2 separate regions of the Mus musculus genome follow, and region 2 is linked to region 1. Evidence: chromatin contacts called from public Hi-C data. All regions are on one chromosome and are shown on one strand. The core of a region is the stretch at or near the end of the contact, and the rest is flanking DNA. Distances in the headings are between cores, read along the strand shown. Region 1 holds the start of Lipt2 (lipoyl(octanoyl) transferase 2 (putative)). Region 2 holds the start of Lamtor1 (late endosomal/lysosomal adaptor, MAPK and MTOR activator 1).

Region 1 (6,428 bases), core at 1,697-4,196:
TTCAATTCCACTCAGTTTTTATGGCTGGTCTCCTGTATGCCAGGCTCAGCAGTTGCTTGCCAGAGATATGAAGGAAACAAGACAGTCACAGTTCTATTCTTAAAGGCCCTACTGCCATGAGGCAAAGCTACAGGACCTGGGGACAGCTCCCTTAAGAAAAGCAACGGAGGCAGGGCAGCGGTGGCACACACCTTTAAGCCTGCACTAAGGAAACAGAGGGAGGTGGATCTCTGAATTTTAGGCCAGCTTGGTCTACAGAGTGAGTTCTAGGACAGTTAAACACAGAGAAACCTTGTCTTGAAAAACCAACCTCTCCCCCCACAAAAAAAAAAAAAAAATCAGCGGAGAACAGACTGTAACAATCATAATGAGAGCAGGTGCGGAGCACTGGCTCTGTGCTAATATTATCTCAGTGTGCTCCCTGCCATTAGGCTATGTGACTCCTCTCTCGCCTAGGCAGAAACCTTCACACTGCTTCATACTGTGAAGGTGTGGCTCAGGAAGGTCAACTCAGTCAGCCACCAGGTAGCTATCCTCTACGACCCAGAATAGCACATGCCGGTCGGTGCTCACACACAGAATAGCACAGGTCAGTGCTCACACAGGATGGGGAGTTCAAGGTCATCCTTGGCTACATAGCACGTTCTAGGTCAGCCTGGGCTGAGACCATTGTCAAAACTCAAGTAAATGAAGGCAGACATGGTTTCAGGCACGGGCTTAGATAGGGGGTGGGTAGTCAAGTGAGGCTTCTTGAAAGTATAAGGCATGCACTGACTCAGTGAAGACAGTAAAACTATGAAATACTAATGTCATACTGCTTCAAAAAGCCTTTTTAAATGAATTGAGGCGAATGTCTTAGAACCATTAAAGCCTTTTTAATGAGTCTGCATGGTGAGGAACTGAGGCTTTTCATCGACAACTAGAAGCAACCAAGCAATCACAATGGAGTGAGCCATCTTGGAAAGTGAACTCCAGCATAGTTAAGCCTTCCAATGACAACTGACCTTTAAATGGAAGCTCTGGTAAGACTCCAACCAACCCAAGTCCATTTCTTCCAAATTCCCAATCAATGAGAATTGAGGTAATGTGTTCCTTGGCTGTCTTGAATCACAGATTTTCTGCTTCTTAGCAGGCCTGACATGCACACAGATCTAGGAATCCCACTTAGGAAAATCTTTCCTCTCTAGTCTTTGTATGCATGGAGGGAGTACCTTGTCTTTATGAAGCCTCTAACCCATCTCTGTTGACCTCAAGCAAAAATAGGTAAATTATCAAACTTGAGACATTCAACCCAGAAAGGCAAAACTATTTTATTTTATTTTTTTGAAGAGGCTTTCTCCTTTACTGAAGAAAGACCCAGGTCTCCTGAGAAGAGTAACTTTATCACTTCCCTGGGCCTCACAGAGATTTGGTTCCCACAGAACTCAAAAAACCTAAGAGTCAAAACTGCTGTTAGATACAACTGATACAATTGCTGTTAGCACTGAAAAAGTAGCAAGTAATTAGGAAATGGCAGTTGATAATAACACTGGAGTGTCTCCATTAACAGGTGTTAATGGTCATGGGGATGCTTTAGGTAGCCTGTGACTTTTCATAGTATTTTCATAATGTCGTCTGAGGTAGGTGAGGAGATACAGGGAGCAATTGCTCAGGGCCTGTCATGGTCAGTGAATCAGAGTAGTTCTGGGGACTCAGTCAGACTAGCAATTGCTCAGGGCCTGTCATGGTCAGTGAATCAGAGTAGTTCTGGGGACTCAGTCAGACTAGAAGCTTTCTATTGTAGAACCATCATCCCAAGGATAAGGTGAATGAATGTCCTTCAGCTGGGGCTGTCCTCAGAGATTAACGTGCACTTGAAAGTCTCCTTGAATGCCACAAGGAATGATGGCATTACTTCATCCACAGTGACAAGTCTTTGAAGCGCCTCACTCAGGGAAGTGACTCCAGTTCCAACCAGTCCACAAGGCACAATGTGCTCAAACCATGTGAGGTCGGTTGAACAGTTCAGAGCCAAGCCGTGGGACGTGATGTGTCTTCCACAGCGGACTCCTGCAAGACAAGCCAAAATATCTTAGCATAGTTATACTTCCCTTCTTTGGGAGCCTCAGGATCCCTCTGGGGCTGAAAGGTAAGGAGGCCTGGGCACAATCCCTTGAAACTTGGATGGAACACTGACTGGATCTGGGGGCTAAGTCAATGGCGGTGGGGGCTGTGGTTACACATCAGCTGCCCTTATTTTCGAGATTCGTTTAACACAAGAATTGCGTTTGCATTGGAAGTTTTAAATTTTGGCATCCTGTCTCCCGTTATGAGTCACAGGAAGAAACCTGGCAATTCATACTGAACTAGAGGACTCTTTTGTCTCAGCTCCATGAGGGAGGTCAGTGGCTCATGCCCAGAGTTCATGTCCAGCCCAGCGCTCCCCGATGTTAGCCCTGCCCAGGCTCCGCCCCGGTCCCGCCCCGGCGCGCTCACCGATCGCGCAGATCTTGCGCTCCCCCAGCCAGACGCCAGTGTAGGGCGGCGGCCGCGCGCGGGCGCCCTGCAGGCCCCGAAGTTCGCACAGTCGCACGGCGCACGCCTCCAGCGCCGCCACGTGGGTGCGCAGGCGCAGGCCTAGGAGCCGCAAGTCAAGCACCGGGTGGCAGAGCAACTGGCCCGGGCCGTGGAAAGTGGCCAGGCCGCCGCGGCCGGTGGCGCGCACCTCGGCGCCCAAGGCCCTCAGCCGCGTAGTCTCCTCGGGTGTCAGGCCACCGCGTAGCCCGCCCGTGTATACGGGCCCCGCTGGCTCGCAGACCAAGAGCACACCCGCTTTGGTCCCCGACAGGGTCCCAGGGCGAGGGTCTGCCTGTAGCCGCCGTAGCCAATGCTCCTGCAACGCCAGCAGCTCCGAGTAGTGCACCCGACCAAGCCAAACGAGCCGGACCACAGGCAGCGACATCGCGCGGGAGGCGGCGTGCGTGGGCCACGCCTTCTGGCGGGTCTCGGGGCGGGGACTCTGGGCCACGCCCCTGAGCTTCAGCCCGAGTGGAGCTTCAGTTCCCGCCTACCTGTGTGACCCGAAGTCCAGGCAGGATTGGTCTTAACCACCCATTCATTCCAATAATCATTTTTTAGTATGTTCTGTGTTCTGCAGGAACTTGGACCGTGCAGTGTAGAGTATTTGAGAAACGAAGATCCAACCCTGGAAGCTTAGGTGTTCACAGCTGACAAGCTAATATTAAAGTTTTTTTTTTTGACAATATTCAGAAATTGTCTTTCTGTTTCACCATGTAAATTCTTTTTTTTAATTTAATTAATTTATTTATTACGTATTTTCCTCAATGATGGAAAGAAAAACAGAATTCAGTAATATGTTGAGTTCCTCGAAAACTGAAAGGGAGACTAGTGTGCAAAGAGGTTTATTGTGGATCGGTGTGGGACGTAGCAGGTACTTCAAGATATATAAGACTTGAAAGAAACAGGATTAGGCAGAAGCTGTAGTTGAGCAGAGAAATAGTTGCATTAGATTCTTTCCTTAGCTATCCCCCAGGAATGCTCCGAGTCTGGCCTGACCCATTAGAATTATTCTAGATTAAAGCAAATGGGACATCCTACATAGATGGGTCACAAAAACAAGCTACTCCTGGGAAGGCACCGTTACCTTTGTAGGAGTTGCTTCCATTATGAAGCCCTGATCTCTGAAGGGAGCTCCAGCTTGAGTCATCATACAACCCAGTCCCAGAAGCCGAGGGAAGGACAGGGGACGGGAAGCCAGAATATCAAGATTAATTGTGATTAATTGGCCCAGAAACCCTTCCTGACCTGAGCTTTATACAACAGAGAATGTGCCAGAAAAGTCCCCAGAACTACAATTTGGAGAGGTAGATGTCTTATCAAAGTCTTATAAAGGGTCCTGAGCCCTCAGTCCCCAAGGCTTTTACTTAGCCCACTAGCTCACGCCCATTCTTGGGAGTGTTTTTCTTTTTTTAATAACCAGCCCCTGTTTCTAACCACACTGTGTGTCTCTGGTGTGGTATTCTAACCTGGGACATAATCTCAGATCTGCACTGACCACTAATTTTTTCCCCTTTTCTTTATTTCCTTTTCAGATATCGGCCTAAAGCCTGAGCCTACATCGTTGCACTGTGGACTTTCTCACTCTCTGAACCCCTCCACCTCTGCCATGCAGGTTCTCCCCTCCCTCCTCCATCACAGAAGATCCTCCTGCCTCTGCCTCCTACGTGCTGGGATGGACTTTGACTGTTAATAGCTCCAGTAACACTGAGTGTGGGTGGGCCAGGAAGCAGAAAGAGGAAGAACAGAATACCAACCAGAGTGAGGCTCAATGCCAAGAATTAATAAGGCGGACAGACTGGCATGGGCAAACATATATAATAGCAGGTTTCAGAGCGGATGACAAAAGTTATTGTGAGTCATCAACATGGGGATGTGGTTTAAAAAATAAACATTGAGATAGCTCCAGGCTCTGGGAGAAGAAGAGACATTGGGAAACCCTGTTCCAGAGCACCTAAATCTTATTAATAATTCCGTGTAGGGTGGGGAAAGTAACTGCAGCGATTTGGTTCCTGCACAAGATGAACTCAGTGTTCCTGCTGAATACTTGTCCTGGTGTGAAGCAGAATAAGGAGGAAAGCCAGGGATCTGGGTACATCTTCTGTTCCGTCACTGTGTGTTTGCACTCCTATGGGGTAGGTGATACACAGTTTGATTCTTGGGTCCTCATCTCCTCTAACTAGTGTCTGACACCTATAGGGCCTTAGTAGATATTTGCAGAATGAAAGAACAACCGTTTAAATCATTTGTTGTGGGTGTCATTGAACTGAGACCCTTCACCAAGGCCATGTGGCAGCCTCCAAGCCCCTAAAATGATCCCAAATTTTCAGGACCTAAGGAGGTCATTGTTGTAAAAGGTGTTTACTCGTAGCATGCTGAATCCAATCTACACCCGCCAGGCTCAGCCTAGAGTCTCCCTCCCCACCCTGCCCCCCTCTTATTTCCCTCAACACTACATCTGAACCTCTGCTGACTCTAATCTACCTCGGTTATCCTGGATTAGACTCATTACCTGCCCCTTGCCAGTCCCATGGCTCTAGAGCACAGATAATAGTTACCACTTAGATAATATTTGTCATGTGTTAGACACTCTAAAAAATTTAAAATCATCAATGCATCTACTGTCTGTCATGAGAATGCTATGTTAGAAATATAGTTGGATACATTTACTCTTTCTTTTTTATTGGGTATTTATTTCATTTATATTTCCAATGCTATCCCAAAAGCCCCCCACACGCTCCCCCACCCACTCCCCTACCCACCCCACTCCCACTTCTTGGCCCTGGCGTTCCCCTGTACTGAGGCATATAAAGTTTGCACGACCAATGGGCCTCTCTTTCCACTGATGGCTGACTAGGCCATCTTCTGATTCATATGCAGCTAGAGACACGAGCTGGGGGGGAGGGGGTAATTGGCTAGTTCATATTGTTGTTCCACCTATAGGATTGCAGATCCCTTCAGCTCCTTGGGTACTTTCTCTAGCTCCTCCTTTGGGGGCCCTGTGATCCATCCAATAGCTGACTGTGAGCATCCACTTCTGTGTTTGCCAGGCCCCGGCATAGTCTCACAAGAGACAGCCATATATGGGTCCTTTCAGCAAAATCTTGCTAGTGTATGCAATGGTGTCAGCGTTTGGAAGCTGATTATAGGATGGATCCCCGGATATGGCAGTCTCTAGATGGTCAATCCTTTCGTCTCAGCTCCAAACTTTGTCTCTGTAACTCCTTCCATGGGTGTATTGTTCCCAATTCTAAGAAGGGGCAAAGTGTCCACACTTTGGTCTTCATTCTTCTTGAGTTTCATGCGTTTAGCAAATTTTATCTTATATCTTGGGTATTCTAAATTTCTGGACTAATATCCACTTATCAGTGAGTACATATTGTGGGAGTTCTTTTATGATTGGGTTACCTCACTCAGGATGATACCCTCCAGGTCCATCCATTTGCCTAGGAATTTCATAAATTCATTCTTTTTAATAGCTGAGTAGTACTCCATTGTGTAAATGTACCACATTTTCTGTATCCATTCCTCTGTTGAGGGGCATCTGGGTTCTTTCCAGCTTCTGGCTATTACATTTACTCTTTCTACATGTGAGAATTTATTTAATAACAATAAATTCATAAGCTACATTGGTTGTGTTGGCTATTGTTTATATTCCCAATTTCCCTTGATAGCTGGCCAAAGCAAACACAGGTTCTTTTATCTCAATACTAAACTACTAATCTTAGCTCTCAGACCGCACACTACATATCACACAGTAAATATATGTGTAAGTATGTATACATGTACGTTACTGAATGTCTACAAAGGATTAAAGCGCACATAGTTCAGGAGGTTCCAAAGAGGTCAGATACAAAGAGAGTCACTGAGGG
Region 2 (6,744 bases), core at 3,527-6,026, 1.7 Mb before region 1:
CCCACCCACCCTCCACCCCTGGGAAGCCATGTGGGAAGTGGTAGGGGACCAGCCAGGAGTGCTCACCTGCTGCAAGTCAGAGAAGGGGATAGGCTCACTGGCCAGCACTTGGTGGGGCTGGCTGGTGAGAGATGGCAACGGTGGCAGCTTCTTCCAATGGGTCAGACTGCTGCTAAGCACAGCCAAGCGGGTACTGGCCAAGAGGGAGGAGACAGGGAAGGACAATTAGGCCAAAGCTTGCCCTGTCCTGCCCAGGCCAGCCTCACTCCCTCAGGCCAAGGGATCATGGTGACAGGGTACAGTTCATTCCAAACTCACTCTGGCTGTACTCCTTTGACCTGATCACCCTGGATCAAACACATTGGGCAAACTGGGCCGACTTGAATGCCTGAGGCACTTAAGTGATCTGTAGCTAGTTTTCTGGGCTCCACCCAAATGAAGAGCCTGGACTGGAGAGCAAACTCCCGAGCTAGAGAAGGATGTCTAGGCAGCTGGCCCATGCTTACCTGTACTGCCTTGCCCGGTCCATGTACTCATGCTGTTCCATGCCCTGGGAGTCTGCGGCAGACACATCAATGATGTTGCTTTGAAAAGGAGAGACAGAGAAGACATGACAGGTGCTTTAGATGGTCACAGACGAGAAGCAGTGCTAGGTGCGAATCCCAAGGCCTTCTGACACTAGTACTCAGCCAGCCCACCGTAACAAGGCAGAACCCAGTGACATCGCTCCCTAATGACCTTGTCCCATCCTCTATGTTCCAAACTTGGCTGCCTGTGTCCCAGCCTGGTCCTGTGACACTCACCTAGCTGTCTTGGCAAGGATGGAGGAAAGCAGGGCCTGCTCATCTGTGCGAGCTGAAGGTAGGCTATGGTAGTTGGGCTCGGCTCCATTGAGGGCTTTGGTAGGGGTGCTACTGGGGTCCAGCAGCAGCTTCCTCTCCTCCCGATCCTAGGAGGGGCCAGTAGAGAAAAGTCAGCCCCAGGGCCTTAAGTCTAATCTTCCTTTCATTTCAAAGGTTCTGACATACTAAAACTACTTTTATGAGCATGACTCCAAGTGTCCAGGTAGATGCAGAGTCAGAAAACATTCACTCTCAGACTGGCCCAGTTGGTGGTCTAGGATGAACCTAGAGAACCTAAAAAACATTCAGAGGGGAGCAAAGCAACACTGACATTCCTGGAGCCTCAGTAACTGGTCAACCCCTTCTGGACAAAGGCTATTGGAACTGACTGAAAGTTGGAGAAGGCGGGAAAATATCAAAGTAAGGTTCTAGAGGAGAAATCAATGCAAGTCAAAAGCCCAAGAACAGCCTTCCTGGTTCCCCGGGGAAAGTACTGCCCAGCAAAGATGTCTACCCACAACATAAGGCCCTAGCATGGCCAGATAAGTCCCTGGACTGCAAGGAAGCAGGCCAGTTGTACGCTGCCATTCCTCGCTTTATCTTAGTGCAGAAACTCCAAGCCCACAGCCGAGATACAGTCACCAATGTCCTCTCTCCCCCCCCTTTCTCTCCAGGATCTTTGTACACACATGCACACAAAGCACAGTCCTCCCATGTTCCCCAGGCTGCGAGGGTACTATAGAACCCAGCTGGCCTGGTACTCGCCAGGGTCGGGCCTCTACCTCCTGATTTGCTGACCTGAGAGAACAGTGGAGCTCTTCCTCCCAGACAAACTACACTCTCCCTGACCCAGTCAGCCCAGTCTCCAGCAACCCTGCTTACTAACCTCCACAGACAACCTCAAACACCAGAACCAATTTAGAATTAAACCAAAACTACATCTCCTAACATTGGACTTTCCTTGTCCTGGTTCAGACCTTGTTCTAATCTACTGCCTTAAGTCCATCAGTAGAGACCCCTGCTGGCTGTGTCAGCTGCAATCTGGATAAGCAGACCTGATTCAAGTCTATTTGGGCCCTAGAAGGCTCGGGACATGGCAACTTCTGAAGGAGTATAGTGTGTAGAAGGAGAGGAATGCTGGCCAGTGCTGACCCATCAACTTCCAGTGGCCGCCAGCCAGTCTCAGCAGTCCTCCTGGGCTGTCTCAGTTCCCACCAGCTTCCCAGTTACAGGAGCCAGCTCTCCTGCTCACAACTCTCCCTATGATGGCTACTTCCTCCTGCCTGGCCTGCCCCACCCCAGACAGGCTCAGCCTTTCCACTTTGCTCTTCCTCCTCAGAACTACATTGCCCAAATGTCCTCAAACCACTCGACCCAGTTCACCACGACAGAAGGAAACATCTACGGTCTTCTGCCTCAGGTTCCTGGACAATCTATCTTTCTCCTTCCTCAGTATCAATAGGCTAGACAGATAAAAGGTTTACCAAAGGTGAAAGGGTCTCTAAGGGAAGCTGGTGGTCACAAGGAGTCCCCCACGGCTGCTGCCGGTCCTTTCCCCAGCACTGCTCCTGACAAATATTCCTTCAGGATAGGGCCGTGTCATCCCCAACCCCACCGGGAAAAAGTTAATGACATCACCTGACACCCACAGAATGAGTGATACATGGGGTAGGTTTCTTACATCAAGGTTTGCTTCCTAAGCCAATACAACCTGAGTCAAGATTTCATTATTGACTTTAGCAGACCTAAGGTGTCTGCCCACCACTACCTCAGAGCCTGTCCCAGTATATAAGGTATGTGTCTTGTTCTTAGAACACCATGACTAGAGTACTTTTTTTGTTGTTTTTGTTTTTTGTTTTTCGAAACAGGGTTTCTCTGTGTAGCCCTGGCTGTCCTGGAACTCACTTTGTAGACCAGGCTGGCCTCAAACTCAGAAATCCACCTGCCTCTGCTTCCCGAGTGCTGGGATTAAAGGCGTGCGCCACCACGCCCGGCGTGGCTAGAGTACTTCTAACATTAGCTAAATTGCTTCAATCCTCCTAACTTTTCCCTCACCTTTAAACATTTTACAGGTAACTAGCAGGAGTCAAATGAAGCAATCGTAGGCGGCCTCTGAAGACCTATTGCTTATACATTTTTCTTTTTGAGACAGACAGGCCCTGAACTTACTGTGTAGCCAGACAGACCACAAACTTGAGGCAGTTCTGTGTCAGCCTCCTAAGTACTGGGACTCACTCTCTTAGGTGTAAGGTAATTCTTACACTTCTAATACAGGGACAGGCAATGCTGAAGAGGGCCTACCTAAAGAGGGACTGGGGATATGACCCTGGGGTTTGATCTCTACGACTGCATAAAACTGGACATAGTGAGTGACATATGCCTAGGATCCCAGCACTCAGGGAGAAGCAGAACCAGAAATTCAAGGTCATCCTCAACTGTATGGCAGGTCTGCAGCCAGTCTGGGCTTCAGGAGACCTTTTTAAAAACAAACCAAACCAGCCAGAAATGAGAATCTGTAAAGAGGAAGGTGGAATTTTAGCTTTCCCTCCATAACTCTGCTGTTAGGCAGGGATATCTGCCTTCTTCTTCCTTTTCTGTTGTTTTGTGGTGGGTTCCTATTTTTGCAGTTCTAGCCTTTAGCATGACAGAATGAAGTGAAAGTTACGGCCACAGGCATGTCAAACTCAGGTCAAGCAATGAATGAGGTTCAGGAAGCACTCACCCCGACACAAATCACATTCTCCTGAACTGCAGGGTTCACTGGGGGGAAGAACACCTTCCCAAGTACAGCGACACCACTTATGTCTCTGACTGTATCCTCCACTAGACCGGGTGAAACTGTTCTCTGTGGCACGGTGCCTACTGTGTGTAGACATCAGGGCTCAGGCTTCGAGGCAGCTGTTAAGAGGAATGGCCAGGGGGCTGACACCCAGCCTTGCAAAAGTCTTCCCCTCCTCAAAAGCGTCTAGGCAGGGAAGGGACTGTAGTAGAGAGGAATGAGATGCACCAAGGGGAAGATGGAAATTTAAAAACAAGACACTGAAGTCTCTCCAAGTCGATGCTTTCTCGAAAAGAGTAAGATCTACAATCACATTCTTCAGAGAGGAACTCTCTAGCTCGAGGAACCCTCAGGCACCAGGCAGGGAACAGCAAACCAAACTCATAAATCAAATCCCCTTTCCTCTATATCGGTCAAAGCAAACTCTATTGCTCCCCAACGTCCCGATGTCTTCGCTCTATTAATTCTTCACTGGCCAACTCAAATGACAGTAACTTGGTGTCAACTTTTGACACCAAGCCAACAGTGGCAGAACAGTTGACAGAACACACAGAAATTCCTGATTTATCTCGGGAGACTGAGAGCCTCAAATTACCTATCTCTACAATGGGTCCACTAAGCCAAGCTGCAGTGAAGACAGAGGAATCTGTGAGCGCGAATGTTTCCCGAGAACCCAGTCTGAGGATTCGAGTGGTGAGATACGAGGGGACTGGAGAGTGGAAGGGGAGGGGCCGAGTCAGGCGGCGACCGCCGCAACCCTAGGCAGAAGTAAGACTAGGATCTTTAAGAGGGTAGGAGCCCGGCTGGCCGTCCTCTCTGTAATCTGTCCCCTCCAGGCCTCCGTACTCGGTGAGCCTGCAGTCCGGCTCCCCGCCACTGCGGGCTTTATTCTGGGCCCCGAGCCCCGCGGTCGTAGCCCACAGTCCCAAACCCCGTCCGCCGCTGTCGCACCTGGTCCGAGTCCTCGTTTTCGCTGCTATAGCAGCACCCCATGGCGGGGTCGGGCCGGGCGCTCAGGCGGCGCCGAGGAGGGACGGCGTCCGTCAGGAGCCTTTCCGGTCACATGACCCGCGGCTGCCTCTCGCTCCCCTCCCCCTCGCCTAGCCTGTCCTAAAGCCGCTCCGGCGCCACAGCCAAATCTTGCCTTCCGGTCCCGCCTCGCCGCGTGACAATCGCCAACCAATGGAAAAGTGCGTCCTACGTGAGCGGACCCGCGGCACGTGATAGGAAGGCAGGCGGGGCGAGTCACATGATTTTGTTGTCCTAGTCTCTAACTCCGAATCCTTGCGTCCCTTAGCTTTAGTGGCCAGTGCAGTGCGACGAGTTGTGTGGTCACATGGTGTCAGGGCCACCTTTGTGGGCCCAGTGCTATATCAAGATAAATTCTTAAGTGCCATGCAAGTGGCGAGTAGCGTACTGGAGGGAGATGTACTTCACTCAGAACTCTTTGCTAGTTTCTTTGTCCTTTATGTGTGCGAGAGAGACCAAGGTCTCACTACGTAGCCCTCACTGACCTGGAATTTGCTGTGTAGCCCAGGCTGAACTCGAATTCAGAGAGCCACTTACCTCTGCCTTACCAGTATTAAACGCATATGTATTTTTATTTTGAGTATGTGAGTGTGGAGGTCACAGAATAACTTCTAAGAGTTGGTTGTATCTTTCCACCATGAGGGTCGTAGGAATTGTTAGATTGGCAAACTTTGGGGCAGGCACAGTTTAGCCATCTCTCTACTCAAGTATTTGGCAGTTTCTTGACTAAGGTGAATTCTGCCTGAGTAGGCAGATGGCAGACACTTCTCTTTCCAAATCAGGGATTAGAGTATTCAAAGTCTCAATACAAACTTTTCTTCCTGATTGCCTTTTCTGATTCTCTTCTGAGCACTTCTCTTTACTTAATCTGGTGCCACTCACTTATTAACAAATCATAGGGCTAGAGACAACGCAGTGATTAAGAGCACTGGCTGCTGCTCCCCCAGAAGGCCCAAGTTCAATTCCCAGCACCTACATGGTGACTTACAATCATATATAGCTCCAGACCCAGGAGAAACAATGCCCCTTCTGGCCTCTGGCAGCAGGCAAGTACACACACACAGTGCACAGACACATACGTGCAGACCAAACACTCATACACATAAACTTAATTTAAAAGACATACCCCAGGGCTGGAGAGATGGCTCATCGGATGAGAGCTCTGACTGCTCTTCTGGAGGTCCTGAGTTCAAATCCCAGGAACCACATGGTGGCTCACAACCATCTGTAACAAGATCTGATGCCCTCTTATGGTGTGTCTGAAGACAACTACAATGTAGTTACATAAAATAAATAAATGAAATCTTAAAAAAAATTAAAAAAAAAAAGACATACCCCAGGGCTGGAGAGATGGCCCAGTGGTTAAGAGCACCGACTGCTCTTCCGAAGGTCCTGAGTTCAAATCCCAGCAACCACATGGTGGCTCACAACCATCCATAATGAGATCTGACACCCTCTTCTGGTGCATTTGAAGACAGCTACAGTGCACTTAGATATAATAAATAAATCTTAAAAAAATACATACCCCAAATATTTATTGTCTATAGTGTGCCACTCTAGTGTTCAGTTTGGATAGGTAGCTGGGCAGAAAACAGCCCAAGATCCAGACCATGGAATCCCTAGTCAGGTGGTCAGTGTATTCTATAGTTGTGTTTTTTAGTTCATTTCTTCTACCACATGTGAGTAACTGAGAGACAAGGACAGAGTCTGACTTTACTCTGTAACTGATACCCTAACACTTACTTACAGAAAACTTGGGGAGCTGGGCATGGTGGCGCAGGCCTTTAATCCCAGCACTTGGGAGGCAGAGGCAGGCGGATTTCTGAGTTCGAGGCCAGCCTGGTCTATAAAATGAGTTCCAAGACAGCCAGGGCTATAGAGAGAAACCCTGTCTCAAAAAACAAAACAAACAAACAAACAACCCAGAAAACTTGGGTTTTGAATTCAGTAAATAATTTTCAATTACTTTGGTTTACACCATGCCGCATGTCCTGATCCCAAGGGGTTAGAAAAGTCACCTAGTAATATTTATTAATTCTTCAGATTAAGACCCTAGAGTTCTGCTAAGTTTCTCAAAGGCCTGAGAAATAGGAG

The links. Hi-C and Micro-C count contacts between places; a contact is called where the count stands out from the background.
Region 2: a Hi-C map of B cells shows a contact between it and region 1, with 6 read pairs. The contact joins the promoter of Lamtor1 here to the promoter of Lipt2 in region 1. A contact is called at or near these places in 1 of 39 promoter capture datasets (liver), 1 of 484 Hi-C or Micro-C datasets (B cells) and 1 of 9 other capture datasets (macrophages).

What each region holds. Positions count from the first base shown.
Region 1 is chr7:100,155,795-100,162,222 of GRCm38.p6, reverse strand. It overlaps Lipt2 (lipoyl(octanoyl) transferase 2 (putative)), which reads right to left and starts at 2,946. Exons shown (of 2, transcript NM_026010.2): 1 at 2,476-2,946; 2 at 1,292-2,049. The coding sequence starts at 2,941. The coding sequence ends at 1,820. It overlaps Gm51452 (a long non-coding RNA gene), which reads left to right and starts at 2,047. Exons shown (of 2, transcript XR_003946658.1): 1 at 2,047-2,128; 2 at 4,092-6,185.
Region 2 is chr7:101,903,869-101,910,612 of GRCm38.p6, reverse strand. It overlaps Lamtor1 (late endosomal/lysosomal adaptor, MAPK and MTOR activator 1), which reads right to left and starts at 4,776. Exons shown (of 5, transcript NM_025605.3): 1 at 4,573-4,776; 2 at 804-949; 3 at 507-584; 4 at 67-193. The coding sequence starts at 4,614. It overlaps Tomt (transmembrane O-methyltransferase), which reads left to right and starts at 4,254. Exons shown (of 4, transcript NM_001081679.1): 1 at 4,254-4,314.